Linked DNA regions of Arabidopsis thaliana: region 1 is linked to region 2. A link is a contact called in public capture Hi-C data. All regions are on one chromosome and are shown on one strand. The core of a region is the stretch at or near the end of the contact, and the rest is flanking DNA. Distances in the headings are between cores, read along the strand shown.

What was found. Capture Hi-C pulls out chosen DNA fragments and counts their contacts.
Region 1: a capture Hi-C map of seedling shows a contact between it and region 2, with 5 times the contacts expected there. A contact is called at or near these places in 2 of 3 other capture datasets (root and seedling).

The regions. Positions count from the first base shown.
Region 1 is chr4:4,796,012-4,799,144 of TAIR10.1, reverse strand. AT4G07950 (DNA-directed RNA polymerase, subunit M, archaeal) reads right to left here and starts at 1,304. Exons shown (of 3, transcript NM_116865.3): 1 at 994-1,304; 2 at 40-258. The coding sequence starts at 235. AT4G05275 (a long non-coding RNA gene) reads left to right here and starts at 2,141. Exons shown (of 1, transcript NR_141857.1): 1 at 2,141-2,381.
Region 2 is chr4:4,071,113-4,074,176 of TAIR10.1, reverse strand. It overlaps AT4G06744 (Leucine-rich repeat (LRR) family protein), which reads left to right and starts at 1,707. Exons shown (of 1, transcript NM_179008.2): 1 at 1,707-3,064. The coding sequence starts at 2,093. It overlaps RAP2.9, which reads left to right. Exons shown (of 1, transcript NM_179009.2): 1 at 1-460. The coding sequence ends at 84.

The DNA of each region.
Region 1 (3,133 bases), core at 55-2,554, 730 kb before region 2:
CTAAATTTAGAATAAGAGAAGACCAGAGACTGAAAATACCTTCTGTTTCAGCAGCTGTGGGTATATCATCTTTAGTAACAACAGGTTCTATAGATTTCTTAACCAGAAGTTGCTTCTTCTTTATCTCAACCCGTCTTTCGATATTGGCAACGTATGGACATGTGGAACAGAAGAATCTCGAACTCCCACCTCCCTCGTAGCGCAACAGATTCCCACATGTGGGACAAAACTCCATCTTCCACCTCACCGATCAATTCGCTGCAAAATCATCCCCCACAAAAATCAATTCATAAAACTATGATATAGACAGATATATAGAGACAGAGAGAGGGAAGGGCTGTTTTTAATACATTGTTCTACTGTGTTCGTGTAACAACCAGTTTTTACTTTAATAGCAAGGCAGGTCATGAAGTAACTTATAATTCAAGTAATCCATTCTTAACCGGAAATAACCAATACTTTTCCATAAATTCAACTTTACATTCATTAGACTTTGGTTTAATAATGAAACCAACTCCAAAATCTAGCAATTTAATAATACCACAATTCAATCCACTGACTTAATAATTCGATCCACTAATCCAATCTATACTCACGAGTGACGACCACATTCTAAACCAACAATTCAATTTTTATTGCCAAGATTGACCACATTTTCAATAGAATATACATATTTAATCAAGTGTGGTGAAATCAACAAACCCAATAGCGAAGCTATTGTTCATACATAAACACAAGCACGAAAGAGAGTTTCTGTAACAACGTTTTGACTTTTGACAAATTTGCATACAGAGTCAACAAAAAGTCGAGATCTTTGTGTAACCAAAAGCATAAGAACCAATCAGAACAGTTAACAATAAAAATGATTAAGCCAGAAAACCTAGAACACAAATTCGTGAAACCCTAAATCTCAGAACAAAATAAAGATCGAATTCGCAAGATTGAACAGATCGACATCATATGAGATCGAAATGATTAAAAAATCGAGCTTACCAGGCGATGCGGGTGGTGTTGGTTACGGAGATTGCGGACGAGACGGCCTAAAGTGGCGGTCTCAGCGGCGGCGATAGATGGAACCTTTGACGGCGATAGATGTAACCTTTGACGGCGAGAGATTGATGTTTGTTTATATATTAAGGCCCATTTGTTTAATTCTCTGGGCATTTAGGCCTCTTTTTATGCTTCTTCTTCTTTTCTTGAGTGTCTTAGGGGTTGATTGGAACAAAAATTAAAAGCCAAAAATTTACTAATCCCACTTTAAGGACTTTATTTAATTTAAAAGCTTTTAAAGTCTATGATTCATAGGCAAACCGACATTTTTGAAGTATCCAAGGAATCTGAGGTAACTGGTTTATTTTATTCTTTTTTTTTTTTCACATAAAAGTTTTTTTTATTAAAAGCATAACATCTTACAATACTTCAAGTACAAAGAGACAAACGCTCAAACCGGTTATTCAAACCCGGTATCAGAGACGGCAAAAAGAAGCCCATTACAAACATAAGCCCAACAATTCATGAAACCACTGGTTGAAGGAAGAGTCGATCATGTCCAGCACAGATACACGTGTCACGAAAGGAGACAATGATGATAACACGTGAGACGTCGGAGTTTTAGGTCATCGTCGGTCAGCCGACATAGTTTGCAACCGAAAGGAATTCTTAGTCACCGGAAAAAGTCGTAACGAGCATCAATACATCAAGGCTCAACAATATCCGATGAACATCACCACCAAATTCAGAGAATCCCAAACAAACTTCGCCGTTAGATCTGCAAAATTGAAATCTTCCATGGATAAACGCAGTTCATGAATTCCGGGATCATCGACTTAAAAGATAAGCTGACAAGGCTTCCATTATTAAACCTAAAAAACAGGAAAGATAAAACGATTCACATGCTTTGGTAAGAAGAAATTAGCCTCAATTACGTTAAAATCAATCCAACGACAACTCCAATCCGCAACTTCAAATCCGATTTTTAAAATTGAGAAAATTAGCTTGAAAATCGAATTAAGCTCTTTAAACAAAGAAGGATCAGAGAATTATGCAGTCAAATCAAAGGATTAAAACGCAAACTAAATCCAAACAAACTAAAGCAAAATGAATCGAGAGAAAACGAAAATAAAAACAAAACCCCAAAGCCAGCCAACCGTCGCTTAAGAAGCCGACGGATGCCAGAAGCAAGCTGACAAACGCTGTGAAAAGCATTGACGGACGGCGGATCGGACATCTCTGCTAACAAAGCCAGATGATGCCGTGAAAGAAGCTGACCAACTACTGCATGAGAAGCCGGTGGATGTCAGACTCAAAGCCAGCGTTAAGAAACTGGACGACGTTAATGGATTTTGTGGAACATCAAAAGAAACTTGGATGTGGCTCTCTCTCTAAAAGATATTAGAGAGATAAGAGAGAGAACTCTCTCACACTCCCGGATGATGGAAAATAAATTAACTGCTTTATTTTATTCAATTCAGGTTCAGTTTTTTAAAGTCACAATGTGAGACTTTTTGGGCTATAAAACAAATAATAAAATAAAATCTGTTTTTCTTTTTTTTTTCTTTTCGTTTTCTCCATGACAAATGAAAAACAATTTCTCTATCAATAAGTAATTTAACTCAAAAATATTTTGATTAATTAATAATCATCTTTCTATTTTCACTTTTTAGAGATCCAGTTTTCATTATTTTTTTGCATCAATTGCATCACAGTGATAGTTCATTGATCCAAAACACCTAATCAGATCTTTATATGGATTAAATATATTTTTTATTTACTGAGATTTGAGTATATTTATCTATTTATTTTATTTTGTATTTTTCTAAAACTTATAATAAATTAATTTTGTTAGTATATTATCACAAAACTCATTTTCAAATAATTCACAATTCTAAATATATATTGTAAAAATAATAGTAACAGTTTCTACAGTTTTTAGTTCCAATCATACTTTAACAGCCAAAGTTTTTAAAGTCAAAGTCTTTACAGCCAAATTCTCTACAACCAAAATTTCTATAGTCAAAGTCTGTATAGCCAAATATAACAGTCGTTACCAATCGACCCCAAATTTTTTAGTATTTCGGCTTTGTAAAATTTCTTGAAAAGTAACCACTACTTCACTTAACGATAGAAGTTAGAA
Region 2 (3,064 bases), core at 458-2,957:
AGAGTCGACGCAGAGTTGCGGTTAGAGAATAGGATGGTTGAGAACTTAGACATGAATAAGTTGCCGGAGGCATATGGATTGTAATTTATAGTTTGGTAGTTTATAGGTTGGAGATTGCCCGGAGACAGAGTCAAACAGAGGTTCTCTGACTCATATGAGGCATAATATAGTTAATATAGTAATTTTTGTTTTGAGCATAGTAATTATGTCATAACATGGATCCTGAAAAAACAAACAAATAACGAAACAAATGCTAAGAACCAATGATTATAACGGATGATTAAGTACAATTTGGTTTGTTATAACCAATGATGTGTAACAGTTGTATGAAACTGTCTTCCCGACTTTGTTAGAATAGGGAGAAGTGAAACCATTGTCTTCGTTTCATGACCGTAAAGTCTTGTCTTCTAATGGAACAGCAAAGGCAGCTCCACATATTGATTGGGGTTTTATCCATGAGATACCAAATTGGATTTGCATGGGCCCATAGCTGGTGGCCTAAACGGGCATGTGATGTAAATTTAATTATGTGATCCGTTTATCGAAAACTTTTGTGAAATAAACGATTCAAAAAGGTTCAATCCCTTTAGCCTTTAGGCCTATTCTGGGCTTAGCTTGTTTAATTATTAAAAGAAAAATGTTTGTTGGCAAAGTTAATTTAGATGCTCTCCGAGGCACTTAAAATTCCTTTCTTGGCAAAGTTTAATCTCCCAACAATTAACTTCTTGTCGGTTCGATCAGGTGGGAAAAAAGCCAAAAACCGAAAACCGAACCATATAGAAACGAAATAAATAGTTTGGTTTGGTTATAGTTTTATATAAAAATCCATTTATAATTTTATTAAGATTTCGATTTAGGTTTGGTTTGGTTAAAAAAACGTAAAACCGAATGTTTTTTTTTGCTTTTTTGTTTATTAAAATTAATTTCACCAGGCTTAGTATTATTGTCCTTTTAGTAATTTTAGAAAATAACAAATAATTATATAAGAAAAAAATCCATTACATTTTACTTATTGGTTGATATAGTATTTTTATTTTAAGTTTATTTTTATTTATGCATCATCAAATTTATTTATCCTTGGTAAAAATATGAAATTATCAAAAGAAAAGCGGGCCTAAACTGGAACCAAACCGAACGAAGATACACATTGTTTACATATGGTTTCAATATTTATGAAACCGTAAAACCGTAAAAACCAAATCGTAACCAAACCGAATTACATACGGTTTTTACATTGTTATAGTTTTGGTAAAACTGTAAAATCGTAAAAAAAAAAAGAACCGAAATCAAACCGAAAAACTGTACGCCCACCCCAAGGTTACATAGATCATCGCAATTTGCAAACCCAAAATTTCTGTTTGAACCAAAAGATCATAGTACGATATATAAAACAAATGAATTTTAAAATACATAATACAGTTTGATCTCTAGTGTTTATCACTTGTTTATGTGAAAGAAAATGATTAACCTTAAAAAAGATCAAATAGAAAAAATAATTGGCAAAAAATTTAAAGACTATATATATATTTTTTAAATATGCTATTCTTATTCATATATATATATATATATATATATATATATATATATATATATTTTAACATATTATGATTCTTTTTTAAGAAGTGAAATATTAAAGTTAATTTAAAATTATAAAAGCAAAACAGAATGAAACTTAAGATGGAGAGTAAATGAAAAAATTGTAATAGGTTTTATTCATAATATGAACATAACTAGATGATTATCAATTAAGTACACTATAAGGGATATGTCAAAATTCCGTTGCATAATATTTATTCGTTGATGTTATAAAAATTAGATGTGTTTGATACTTTGTTTTGAGAAAGTGACATGTAAAATCTTGGGCAGGTTTTGATATAAAGTGGGAGTTATCATTTTGTATTTTACTTCCCAATGATTTCTCAATTTTTATAACGTTTTGAATTTCATAAACCTAGTGGCTAGTGATATGATACTCTCAAGAAACCTACCCACCTAAAAAGAGAGAAAAACAAAACAAAAGAATAGTAAGGCACTAAACACTAAAACTACCACTTCTCTTGTATCGCCGACAAAGCTTTGTTCAGTGGCAAAGATGATGAATCATTTGCTTTTGGCTCTTTTCCTTGTTGGAACCATCGCCTTACCAGATAGAGGAACTCAACAATTGACCAACGATGGCCTCACCGGCGCGAGGCGAGAGATACTCTCTTTCTTAGACCAAAGACTTGCAGTGGTGTACCCAGTGATCCAGAGATTCAAGTCACTCATCACTCTCGACCCTTATAACGTGACCAAGACATGGATTGGTTCAGACATCTGCAGTTATAGAGGCTTCCACTGTGACAATCCTCCTCACAACAAAACCGCAGTTACTGTTGCTTCCATCGATTTCAATGGCTTTCAGCTCTCTGCTCCATCCATCGAAGGATTTATCGATCAATTCGCTGACCTAGCTCTGTTTCATGTTAACTCAAACAATTTTGGAGGTACGGTGCCTTCCAAGATAGTCAACCTCCGGTATCTCTATGAACTCGACATCAGCAACAATAGATTCACCGGTCAGTTTCCGACAGCTGTTGTTGGAATGTCCGGTTTGACGTTTATTGACATCCGGTTCAACTCTTTCTCTGGTTCAATCCCACCACAAATCCTCGGTCAGAACCTCGAAGTTCTCTTCATCAATGACAACGGCTTCACTGCGAGCCTCCCGGAGATACCTGGTGATGGTACAACACACATTCTCTTCTTGACTTTAGCAAACAACAAGTTCAACGGTCCTCTCCCAAGAAGCATCTTAAGATCAATGTCAACTTTAACCGAAGTACTCTTCCTCAATAACGATTTTACGGGTTGTATCCCTCACGAGATCGGGTTCCTCACCGGAGCATCAGTGATCGATATCGGTGGAAACAAGCTCACGGGTCCTTTGCCGCTTTCCCTAATGTGTTTAGAGAAAGTAGAGCAGCTCAACTTTGCTGGGAATCTATTGTTTGGTGCCGTCCCGGAGGCAGTATGCATGCTGCTCCGGGACAATCTTGTCAACTTGTCGTTGTCGGATAACTAT